Linked DNA regions of Mus musculus: regions 1, 2 and 3 are each linked to region 4. The links are chromatin contacts, called in public HiChIP or PLAC-seq, Micro-C and promoter capture Hi-C maps. All regions are on one chromosome and are shown on one strand. Each heading gives the region's core, a stretch centred on a gene start, on an enhancer-like site or on the middle of the called end of the contact. The rest is flanking DNA. Distances are from core to core; before and after follow the strand shown.

The links. Promoter capture Hi-C pulls out the DNA fragments that hold promoters and counts their contacts. Hi-C and Micro-C count contacts between places; a contact is called where the count stands out from the background. HiChIP or PLAC-seq counts read pairs in DNA pulled down with a chosen protein or histone mark.
Region 1: a contact with region 4 is called in a Micro-C map of embryonic stem cells, with 8 times the contacts expected there. The contact joins the promoter of Calm1 here to the promoter of Eml5 in region 4. A contact is called at or near these places in 1 of 39 promoter capture datasets (pre-B cells), 2 of 484 Hi-C or Micro-C datasets (CD4 T cells and embryonic stem cells) and 1 of 115 datasets of contacts at active chromatin or transcription factors (astrocytes).
Region 2: a promoter capture Hi-C map of hippocampal neurons shows a contact between it and region 4, with 2.9 times the contacts expected there. The contact joins the enhancer-like site here to the promoter of Eml5 in region 4. A contact is called at or near these places in 11 of 39 promoter capture datasets (the 3T3-L1 cell line, the HPC-7 cell line, embryonic stem cells and 5 more) and 1 of 115 datasets of contacts at active chromatin or transcription factors (astrocytes).
Region 3: a contact with region 4 is called in an H3K4me3 HiChIP or PLAC-seq map of embryonic forebrain, with 5 times the contacts expected there. The contact joins the promoter of Kcnk13 here to the promoter of Eml5 in region 4. A contact is called at or near these places in 6 of 39 promoter capture datasets (embryonic stem cells, frontonasal cranial neural crest, hippocampal neurons and 2 more) and 6 of 115 datasets of contacts at active chromatin or transcription factors (astrocytes, embryonic forebrain, embryonic stem cells and 3 more).

What each region holds. Positions count from the first base shown.
Region 1 is chr12:100,197,933-100,200,822 of GRCm38.p6, forward strand. Calm1 (calmodulin 1) reads left to right here and starts at 1,503. Exons shown (of 6, transcript NM_009790.5): 1 at 1,503-1,784. The coding sequence starts at 1,782.
Region 2 is chr12:99,928,114-99,930,837 of GRCm38.p6, forward strand. All of the region lies in intron 13 of Tdp1 (tyrosyl-DNA phosphodiesterase 1), which reads left to right. Among named protein-coding and RNA genes, the nearest start is that of Kcnk13, 35 kb to the right of the region's middle. Within about 2 kb of position 1,253, at least 15 of the 459 cell types and tissues checked have an H3K27ac peak or open chromatin away from gene starts, as enhancers often do. A contact at or near this core is called in hippocampal neurons, where this site is marked.
Region 3 is chr12:99,962,738-99,965,779 of GRCm38.p6, forward strand. It overlaps Kcnk13 (potassium channel, subfamily K, member 13), which reads left to right and starts at 1,762. Exons shown (of 3, transcript NM_146037.2): 1 at 1,762-2,064; 2 at 2,467-3,042.
Region 4 is chr12:98,899,809-98,902,968 of GRCm38.p6, forward strand. It overlaps Eml5 (echinoderm microtubule associated protein like 5), which reads right to left and starts at 1,676. Exons shown (of 44, transcript NM_001081191.1): 1 at 1,024-1,676. The coding sequence starts at 1,220.

The DNA of each region.
Region 1 (2,890 bases), core at 253-2,752, 1.3 Mb after region 4:
CCTTTAGTAATCATTAGTTATAATAATGAGCTTGGCTATGTAGACCTGTAATTCATTGGATTATTGACTATGCTTTAAACTGAATTTTTATTAGTCTCTTTTCTGTGAACATAGGGATATTATGTGTCTGACTGTGAATGGTTTTTAAACCATTTGCAAGAGGGCCAGCAGTACCCTTGGGGGGGGGGGGCTGCCTGCTACAGCTTCTCCTTAAACAGCAGGTTAACCCTTTCTGTAGCATTCTAGGAAGAACAAATTGAAGCGCAGTCCCACAGCTGCTGACATACTGTCTGAGGTGATCCTAAGAAGTCCTCTGGCGTTTGCAATGTTCAGGGACATTTTTGAATCTTTTAAAACACCTATCTGCAAACTTTGACAAAGCCAGAAAAGAAAGGTAACTAGTCTTTCCAGAGAGGAGCATGCTAATCACACATTTTGCCACAATTTCTGAAAGAAGAAACAACCTGCAGCTTGTCCTGGCCTTGCAAACAAAAGATCAAATTCTGCGCTTTGTCTTGGCAAGAAACGAAACTGCAGCATTTTGTTAAGATTTTCTTCTTCTTCTTTTAAGTTCCAGGCTCCAAACTAAGACCTGAAACAGTTTTTGGTCGTCCCTGTCCCCACCCCCACCCTAGTTTACAGAAGAACAAAGAATAGTAAATTTAAAGGTTAAAACATTATTTAAGGACTATAATTAAGATTGTAATTAAGATAGTGGAGCACCCTACTAGAATCAATTGGCTGCACAAGTTCCAGCTGTAATCAGAGTGATCCTGTGTATCTTTCCCCTTCTTTGTATATATCAATTTATGAATTTCCAGGACCAGGACAATTAGGAAAAACTCAAAAGCGTGGGCTCTGAGGGCGACATAAGCCGCTCACTACGTTAATTTTGGAAGCAGGCCTAATAGAATTTGCCACAGGAAATAAGGAACAAACCTAGCAAGGGACAACTCTTCAAGCATCTTTAAAATTTTAGTAGGTATGTAAAAACACGAAAACTAGACTGGTTGAGCGTGTCAACACCACACAGACCTAGCAACTGAGCTTCTAACTGTGCCTCGGACAGTTCTCCAAAATGAGAAAAGTAACATTATCTGACCAATTTCTTCCCCAAGGCCAACCACCGTGTCCTCAACACAGTCCTCTCGCCTCTACAGCTAAGGTTGGATTCCGCCTCCCCGCGGCTGTCCTCAGCCCCTAGATCTCCTCCAGGTCCTCCCCTGTGGGGGACCCAGGATTGGTGGCTCTGCAACCTCGAAGCCACCAGGAGTGGTGGGAGGGGGGACACACAGGTGAAGTGGGGCTGAGTGACGGACACGCGCCTGGAAGCCCGGGACGGCCCCCCAGATTTCGCTACGCAGGCATTCCAGCTCTAGAGGACTCTTGCAGCAACAGACCAGCACCCTCGCTCAGGTCTCCGACTCCCCAGTGACCCCTGCCCGCGTAATGGGCCCGCCGCGCCGGGCGCGCCTGGGGGGCGGAGCCTTGCGGTGAGGTCCGGCTGCCGCAGCGCCGCCCTGCGCGAGGCGGTACTGCCGCGGCGGAGGGATACCGCGCACCGTATATATATCGCGGCACACAGGCTCGCGCTACGGCAGTGGTGCTGGGAGTCTCGTGTCCGTGGTGCCGTTACTCGAAGTCGGGCGGCGGCTGAGGCTCAGCGCACAACGCAGGTAGCGCGTTAGCAGCAGCAGAAGCGGAGGCACCTCGGCGGTCACAGCCCCTGCGCTGGTGCAGCCACCCTCGCCTGCTCCGTTCTTCCTTCCTTCGCTCGCACCATGGTAGGTTGGGATCGGCAGTGGCAGACGTAGCAGCTGCCCGAGCTTTCTGAACAGATTTGTAGTTGAGTCTTGGGGTCTCCCCCTTTTCCTGGTTGAGGTTACCCCCTACCCCATTTTGCCAGGTGTTACGCAGCAGCTGCAGTGAAAGGGGATGTATTTTCGGGTTTGCATCTCCGCTCTGGCTGCCAGAGAACCTCCTCTGAGTTTTGGGCGCCTCTGGGGCTGGACTCTACAGTGGGCTGTGCGCGGGCTGGAGCCGCTGCCACAGCTGCACCGGGGCCTTCCGCATCCACCCCCTCCGCCAGCCCCGCACCCACTGCATCCAACGCGCCGCACCCGGGCTGCCTGCAGCGCAGCGCCTCGGCCGGGGCCAGCGGGGCGGGGGAGCCGGGCGGGGCAGGCCGCGACGTCCCGGTAGTCAGTCCCCGACCGCGGAGAATGAATGGGTCGCGGCGAGCCGGGAGACGTACAGGGCTTGGACCGCGGCCTCGGGGTGTCCTCAGCCACCTTCAGACCCCCTGACCAGCCCAGTCGGGAGTCCCCCCTCGCTTGCGGTCCCCTCCTTCCTCCCGGGGGGCGCGGCGCGGGCGTGAGCTGGGAAGGAAGGAGCCGGGGAAGGGTGGGGTTGGGGGCAGGAAGGCGAAGGCTGGGGGGCGGAGAGGGCGGAAGCGGCCGCCCTGCGCCCGGGCGGGGCCCCGCAGGGTGGCCGCGCGCGTGGCTGGGCCGTGCGACCTCGGTCCCCCTCCCGGTGCCGCGCGAGACGGGCGCGATCGCTCGTGTCCGCGGGGAGGCCCCTTCCCGCGGGAGGTGCTCGGCTCGCGCTAATTGGGGCGGCAGGGCGGGGGAGGAGAGAGTTGGCGCGCTCCTCGGTTTCCATTAGAGACGCAAAGTTTCTGCTGGGGAGGAGGCGGCGGCAGGCTCAGTGCCTGGGGGAGCAGGAGCGGTGGGAGGTGCTGGAGATAGGCAGCACCACGGTCCTGGGGCCCCTTTGGGTCTTCACCCTAGTGCGGCCCCTCGCCCGGCATGCCCCTTGTCTCTCGCTGCTCCCTGGGCGGCAGGGAGATGCCCATCTGTACGTTTCCGCTTTCTCTGCCGCCTCTGGATTG
Region 2 (2,724 bases), core at 3-2,502, 1.0 Mb after region 4:
TGCTGGGACTTTACACACCTCGTGTGGAAGACCCCTCATACCAGTGATCCGAGGCAGGCATCACTGTATTTCCTGCTGGGGAAGCTGAGACTGGCAGGATAGCACTAACTGTGGTCAGAGTTTACGTGATTCAAGCTCTGTGTCTGCTAATCCTCTATCTCCCTTTGCATTGTTTGTGTTTAGCTCTGCAGACTTTTTCTCTAAATTTTGACTTAAGATGTTTTAGTCCTCCATCTACAATCTTGGTTCTCCAACCACAAGTCTGAACCAGTTGTATCTTCTAAGCTGTGTGAATCAGCCCCTTTTCCTGAATCAAGTCGATGTTCCCGACAAATTCAGAATTCTGTGTTAGGAAAGATCTGGGGGCTGGAGTAGCAGCCGACAGCTTCTGAAAGAGATGAGCTCACGGGGGAGGAAAGGACTCGGGCTTCTAAGGTGTGGGCAGAAGGACAGAGAGGATGTTTGTGATCTGTGGGGGTGTCAGAAGCAGAAGAATCAAGGCAGCAACAGGGAACGCTGCTGAAAAGCATGGGCCCAGCCTTTCTGGAGGGCCTCCGATGCCAGGCTCTGGTATTTATTTGAGGCTTTGCTTGAAAGGATATTTTCTGAGAACTATAGGCTCTAAGAATCAGTACAGGATGAGAAACCTGGGGCAGAGAGACACATTTGGAGCTCTGTTCTAGGATAGAGAGACCCAATCTGGGGCCCTTATTGGAAACATGCTATAGGCTACATTAGAAAGCTGGCTAAAAATGTTAACCTATGAAGCCCATAGGTCCATAATGCCTGAGGTATTGGGGTCTGACCAAATGAGACTGAACCAGAAGGGAATTAGCCTGAAACATGGAGGAACAGATAGACAACCAGCCTTTAAATACTGGGGGCCAGGTATGCTGACATATGCCTTTAATACCAATACTCAGAAGGCAGAGGCAGAGAATATGTGAGTTCTAGACCAGCCAGTATCACATAGTGAGACCTTCTCTTTAAAAAAAAAAAAAAAAAAAAAATCTCCTAAACACTGGGGGAATCTCTAGAATTCTTCTCTAGAACCTTGGGGGGGGGGATTTAAACACCCTGCCAATCAATACCTAGATTTTAGCCCAGTGTGACCCATTTGGAACTCCTCATTACCAGGAGCATGATAGTAAATTTGTTATTTGAAGGCACGGACCTTATGGCCATCTGTTAGAGCAATAATGAACCAAAACACATTGCCTGCATTACTCAGACTTTCCATCTCTGTAACAAACAGCTGAGAGAAAAGCTCTCAGGAGGGGTTGTGTGCTTTGGCTTGCCATATCAGAGGTGGCAGGCAGTCCACTCTGCAGTCCTTGGCCCTGCTGGTTCCATGGCCATGGTGAAGCCAAACATTGTGGTGGGAGCATGTGGGAAGGCTCACCACAGGGTGGACCAGGCACAGAAAGAGACATAGAGGAGATAGGAACAGGATGCCCCAAGGACCTGCCCCTAACAACTGACGTGTTCCCGCCAAGCCTCACCCCCTGACGTCTCTATCCCCTCCAGGGTAACACCATGAGCCCAGGAAATAGGCTTTGTGGTAAGAGACACTTCATATTCAAATAATCAAAAAAGAAAGACAGAATGTTAAAACACAGTTTCACACAATTAAACGGTCACAATTAGAAAAAACTGAGCACCACTCCTAATCAGAGCGATCCTCGTTGAAGATGTATTCTGTCTATTAGTATGCACAGTTGTCCTAGATAGCATCTAGCAAGTGTTCTCAGTGGCCCGAGAGAAGAACGCTATTGTGTACTTGGAGAGAGAATCTACATACGGAAAGGTTTTAGAGGGAAATTTGACAATCTCAGAATTCCAACTTATCTGTTCTAAGATACAACATGAATCATTTATAGCGTGAGACCGTCTTTTCCTTCACAGTGAGATTTTTTTTTCCTTTTTTGTGACATTTAATTGCAGTCCATAGAGGGAAACAGAGCCTAAAGGCAGTACATAGAAGCCTAGAGCCAGTGCAGAAGAAAAACATCGCGCACCGCCTGTGTGTGATTGCAGAAGATGGGCTCCCAAGGGCGCTAAGGAACAGACGACAGCAGCAATGGCTGAGGGCTGTCCGTCTCTTCTCACTACAGCTGCTTAGTCTGAGCTTCAGCAGTCACTGTCAGCACTGTGACAGTTGTCTGTGTAACTGTCAGTCCCCACCTCTGCCATTCCCAGGACTGTGGTAGCCCAAGCTTCAGTTTTTAAGTCATGTCTTCTCTTTGTGCAGTTGTCGCCTAGACTGCCGAGTAATTAAGACCCAGAGAAGTGCTTCTTCAGCCAAGGTGTCCCTGTAACAGCAGTCACCCTGAAGGACACACACATCCTTAACAAGAAGTTAACAGTGAACCCAGTCAGCTGATCCAGCGATGCTCAGGCTGGTGCTGGCCATGGCAGCCACTGCCGTCACCAGTGTTTGGTCTCCAAAAGATTCGTGGAGCAAGGTGTGACCTCGAGGCCATCTTCATGGCGTCCCTTCTCTAGAGTAGGTGTTTCTAGCAACTTATCATGAGCCTCCCATAAGCGCTCTTGGTATGAGGCTCTCCATGGAAACTAGGAATGTTTCTCTGTGGGTGATAGGGGAGCGTCCCAACTACATGGGCAGAGGGTGGCTTGGAGAATCTGGTCTGGCAGTGTTTGGTCTCAAAGGCTACCCCCGTCCTCGCGCATACCCACGCCAGAGACAAGAGCCTAAACAGAGGA
Region 3 (3,042 bases), core at 512-3,011, 1.1 Mb after region 4:
ATTAGAAAAAGTGAGTATATTTTTGGACAAGGTGAACTTTGTCTCACATGCATAATAAATAAACTCTATACCACACAGACCAACCATACAAAAGTAGGGGAGAGACAAAGAACATATGCAACCTTGAAAGCAATAATATAATGCACAAAGTATATCAATCATTACAGACTGGAAAACTGGTCTTTAACAAAACTGAAAACTTTGTCAGGAAACTTTTTTAAAACAAGTAGGTATTCCAGAGAAGAAGAAAAATAATGGTAATAATAGTTGCAAAATACACACCTAAGAAAGGACTGGTAGTCTAGATTATATAAAACACTGCCCTTCAATAACAGGGACCATTGTGTGTGTGTGTGTGTGTGTGTGTGTGTGTGTGTGTGTGTGTGTGTGCATGTTGTATGTGTGTGCACATGTGTGCATGTGGAAACCAGAGGGGCTCTCACTGAACCGAGAGTTCACTGACTTGGCTACGGAACTGTGGCTAGCCAGCTCCACTTGGCCCTACCTGCTCAGGAGGAGTAGGATGTCAAAAGTCCACAGCTATGCTCATCCTTCTGTATGTGTGTTGGGGAGCTGAACTCTGGTCCTCACACTGTGATGAGCACATTACTGACTTGGCCATCTCCCCAGCTCCAAAACCAAGCTTTTAAGTGGGCAAAATAGTCCAACCATTTACAAAAGTCCAATATACAAGGTGTCCAGAGAACACAAAACCCCAAGGAGATAAGTTTATGTGCCTGTATACAGAAGGCTTAAAAATAAAATGGCTGGCTCTGTCAACAGTCTATAGGATGTGGACACTGCATTGTTGTGGGTTAGAAAAAGCTAGTTTGAAATGATGTCAGTCGGTACACTTCAGGAACACACTTTACACAAGACACATAACTGGTTCTTATGAATACAGAGACCTGAATAAACAAAACCAAGTTCTATAAAGGAGAAATATTCCATGGTGGAAAAAGAAATCAGAATAGTGGCTACCTCTGCAGGAATGTGGGTGGGGATTTACTGGGAAGATATTTGTGGGAGCTTTAATCCTTTGGTGGCTTTTAGATGATAAGGGAGGGAGGCCACCATTGTTTGGCTCCCAAAGTTATCAGGACTCACCTAATGGTACAATGACATGTCATTGCATGCAAATTTTACCACAAAAGCAAAAATCCGAGGATAGAGCTCTTAATAATGGCCAATACTGGCTGGAGATGGGGTGAAAGTGTGTGGGTGTCTACAACCATTCAAAGTGCATCCTGAGTGGGTTGGTGACTAGAAAGGAATGGGTAAATATAAGCAAGCCTGGTAAACTGTCACTTGTAGAATCTAGGTGGTGGTGTGTTGTGTCATTGTAAACGTCATTCGATTTTGATGTACTTGAGATGTTTCTTAAACTAGTAAAGGTAATTGGGTTACTCACCCTGGGTGTGAACTCAATACCCTCTAAAGTTCTTCCTCCCCAGGAGACACAATGCAAGATAAACGGTCTGTTAGTTACTCTCACCAAAATCATTTGCATCTATTCAACAGAACTGCAAGCTTTTCTAGTTCTGTTTCTGGCTAGTATCGTGGGTGGGTCTCCTGGGACCACTCTCTCTCTCTCTAAAGGCGGAGAAATTCTGTTTAGACCGTGGGTGGCTATGAATCCATTCCTTCACACAGCTATATTCGATCCCCTGTGGCTAAACTGCTGGGAACCAGGTGTGTCTGGAGGGCACGCAGCGCCCTCTTCTGGCCTGAGAGGAACCCACGCAGACCATCGAGGCTCTCGACCTATCTGTTAAGCAACCACTCCAGGGATCTGCACTCCCTGGTAGAAGCATCGCTGTTTAGAGGTCCAGGCGAGCGCCAGCGGAGGAGACCTGAGCAGGAGACTGGCCCTGAGGCCAAGGGGCGGGTACCGGGTGGAGTCGCCTCGGTTGGCAGCTGCAGAGCTCCACCTGTTGCAGTTTTTGAGCACTCCACAGAGAAGGCAGCTCTGGGCACGGACTTCTGCTCTCAGCCCCACTGGGCAGGGCAAGGCCACTTGAGAAGGGAAGCCAGGAACCATCCTGAACCTGTTCCACAGAGCAGGTGCGTTTGGGAAGGTGAGACGCGAAGGCGACGGCGGCTCCAGAGCTCATGGCAAGTTGGGGGTCTCTGGGTGGGCGCCCCAGCGGTTCACAAAAGAACCTTGTTGCCGGCTTACATGTTGTAGCTTGGAGTTCTCAGCTCAGCGCCACTGACTGCGCAAGAACTACAGAGCCGAGGCGATCAAAACCGGGTGAAAGAGATGGAACTCTTCTGGCCGCTGTCCTTGGCCGGTTCTCCGGGAGATGGGCTGGCAGGGCCGGCACGTGTGGACAGAGAACGCCCGGTGCAGGCCCTAGAGGCCAAGGGCGATCTGGTATGGGGGAAGTCAAGGAAGGCTCCCTGGGAGGATGCTTCTAACTTCCTTCACTGTTCCAACCTCCCCCTCTGTTCTCCTCCCCACAGCGGTCCGCCCTCGTGCTGCCGTGGAGCCTGTGTGCCCAGCAGAGATCCGAGCCGGCTGATCTGCCTCTTCGCACTGTCCCTGCGTCCGTGCGTCTGCCCCAAACCCGTTCCGACCTCTGAGCCCTGGTTATTCTGGTGGATAGAGGCTCTCGGCAGAACATTGTCACTAATACGCAACACAGATCCACCTGGAGAGGCACCGAAGACAGAGAACAGCCCGTATCCCAGCCATCACAGCTTGGAAAGCAATGCTCCGAGGAACCCGGACCTTGATGTGAAGCTTACCCGCCGATTCTCTCTGGACCCACGACCTTTTTTTTCTTCAAGAGGAGTTCAAGTTCTAGGGAGTTTGCCTTGAAGGCACGCCACGCCCCCTCCCCAATCTGAGCCGAATTAGGAGCTCGGGTGAACCCGGGTCGCCCGCACCCTCGCACCAAGTCGAAGCAGATTCTGTGTCCCGACCCTCTGGTCTTCAGCCTTAAGGAGAACTCCAGAGAGGACAGGGAGGCGGCGACGACAAAGCGGATTCGAAACCACGAGTCCAGGCGGACGTGGGGAGCTGGCTACACAGGAACC
Region 4 (3,160 bases), core at 426-2,925:
TCCAATTGCCTGGGGTCCCCTTCCCCCTTATATATGTACAGAGAGCTAAAATAACAATCTCGTAGAGTTTCAGCACCAGAGTGTCTTGCTTACGCTGCATCAAACCACTATACTGATTTTTGATGTGCCTAATTCGAAACATCCACGAAGAAACAAATATGCCTGCTCACAGAACCCGGGTCAAGAACACAGAAGCAACAACATAACACACTTGCAAATTTTTCTGTAATACATTCGCTTTGTTGGAAGACAGAAATGTGCTTGAGGCAATAATCAATTCAAACGCTCCCAACTTTAACATTAGAGTTCGACTGAAATGTGGAAAATTACCCTTTATATGTACAGCTTACCAAACATCTCGGCCAACGTTAAGATTCAGATCAATAGAGAGCAAGATACTGTCACCCTGTGATTGAAATTACTAATAAGAAAGTAAACTTAAGGTTACTCTGATGAAGATAAACAGAATCGGAAATCGGTGTGGTAAAGGTTATTTCTCATAAAAGACATACCCTCCAAGTGCCTTCCAGCGTGCGAATTTTAACCTCTAGTGAATTGCCTTCCGAGTAACACATGAGTTTCTTTGCTATCTGCTGATAATTGCAGATAGTGAAATCTGAACTAATAACTACGGCCAAGAGTTGAGTACCGCAGAGCTTGGGTTAGTCTTCTGTCAAGTGTTTCCTTTCCCTAGCGAAATAAGATTTCCTTTTTAACAAGAAACCAATCACGGAGTCTAAACTCCTGATGTTGATGGAACGGAAAAGGTCACAAATCCAGTCAAGCGAAGGCCTGCGGAGCATCCGTAGGCTCGCTCCCCTAGAAAAGGGCGCTGCGGAAAGCGGAGTGGTAAGTGGGTGGGCTCCGAACCAGATAGATGCACATCGCTGTCCTGGGTGATGCCCCTTTGCGTGAACGGCCACGACTTCCAGAAGGACAGGCAGCTGCAAACTCCGAGGGCGCTCGGCAGGGGTGACAGCGGTCCCCCTCCCACCCCACCCCTCCGCCTCCCCGAGCCCGTACCTGATGATGTCGTCGCTGTGGCCGCGGAAGAACTTCTGCCGATGCTCCCGCGGACTATACACCACGCCGACCCCCGCCACGAAGTACACGATCTCCTTGGCCGCCGTGTAGTAGAGGTTGTTGCGGCACTGGTGGCCCCGGTAGCCGTACACCCACTCGAGCCGCAGGTGGCAGCTCGGGGCGCTCCGAGCCGCCATGTCGGTGCGCCCACCCGTCGCTGCGGCTCGGGCCCGCGGTCGCCGCCGGGGCTGGGTGACGAAAGCTCTCCCGCTGGCGGCCCGGACGCTCCTCTAAGCCGAGCCCGGCAGGTGCATCTCGCTTGCGTGGCCGCCGCAGCCGCCGCCGCCGCTTCAGCCCACGGGCGGGAGGAAAAGCCTCGCCTCACCGAACATGCTGAGGGCCGCGAGCGCCGCCGGCTGTCCGGGAGCCTCGCGCGTCTGGGAGCTCGCCGTGTCCCCTCAGCCCAGTGCCTTAGGCTGGAAGACAACCAAGCGAAGAGGGGGGACGGGGACGCGCCTCCAGCCCGCTTCTTCTCCGCCCGCCCCGCGCACCGGACTCCCCGCCCGGGTCACCTGCGGCGCTCCGGTCTAGCCGCTACCTCGCCTCCACAGCCCCGGCGGAGCCGCGCCGCGCGCTCCCGAGCCCAGCTGAGTGGCGGGAGGGCGGAGCCGCGCGGCCCCGCCCCTCCCCTGCGCTAGCCCCACCTCTCAGGTGGCCCCGCCCCTCCCGGAGTAGAGCGGAATCAGAGAGCTCCCTGCTCACCACCACCAGGCTGTGGTTAACGCCCCCCGCCCCCCCGCCCCCCCCCCCCACGCAGTCCTCCCTACCAAGATCTAAGCACCCGTTCCCACCCTCGCGAGACCTGGATTACCCCACCCAGATTTGGATTCCTGTTGCTGGGTTTGCTTGCTCAGGAATCTCTGGGGAATCCCGCTTGCCCTTAGACCTCAGCTATTTCATATGCCAATGAATAACACCAGAATAGAATGTTCACTTTATTCTTTAATCGCCTCCTCCATACCTTACATATACGTGTGTGTTTGCTTATCATGGTGCTCTCTGGTCCAGAAATTTGGCAAGAAGAAAACCTAACCTCGCAAATGTGCTTTTGACACATTAGATACACTGTCCTAATAAATAGTCCTGGATTTGTTACTACTGTTGTTCAACAGGCCTCAAACTCATAATCCTCCTGTTTTTGTCTCCTGAATGCTGAGATTACAAATGTGCATCACTGTCCCCACCAAAACTCCGAACCCACCCCCCCCCCCCACGCACCCCACCACCACCCACCCCCACCCCGCTGGCAGATCTTTCAGCTGCTGTTTTGGATAGCAGCAATTATCTCTTGATTAAAATGAAGAAGGGCATGTTTTAAAGTAATTGTGAAATCAGATGGCCTAAATAATTGTGATCAGGTAGACTACTCCTGGAAGAGATGTTGACTATGTAACATCTATGTATGCTTAGAAAAAATTAAATATTTGTTGCCGTACATCGTGAAATATTAATCACTAGCTACATATAATTTTTATGAGGTAGGGTGTAGAAGAATAAGAATTTCTCTCTGTACAGTTTTTTTTTCAACACAATGTTTTACAGATCCCATGGTACATATTTAAGAACTTCAGATTAATACTAGATTTAAATAATTTATTTTCCCATTATCATATTTTCCATTGCAATTTTTAATGACCCAAGGGTAGAGTTTGAAGCAAAAACATTCTTAATTAAGCCATCCTCAGATGACAACTTAAGACCAAAAGAGATGACGGAGGCACAGCGGTGGCTGGAAAGTGAACCATTCATGAATACTAAAGAGAGGAAAGCAAATCTCACCAGTTCTCTATGCGATCTGTTAGCAGGGTCATGGCAGAGAAGTCAGTCAAGCCTTTACCCTGGACAAGGTGTTACCGCTTTCTGAAAGTCATGCAACCAGACCCCAGATATGGATCAACAAGTAAACATCTGGTGAACCATTTACGTAAAAGAACAATAATCCTTTGGTAATCTGATGCCTCCTAGTCCAGTCTGAAGCTACATAGTTCAGACATGTGGGGTGTATTCTAAAATTCAAGCAAATGGAGTTATTTGTGGTTTTCTGTTCATGTGTTGGCACCGAGATATGTATCCTCCA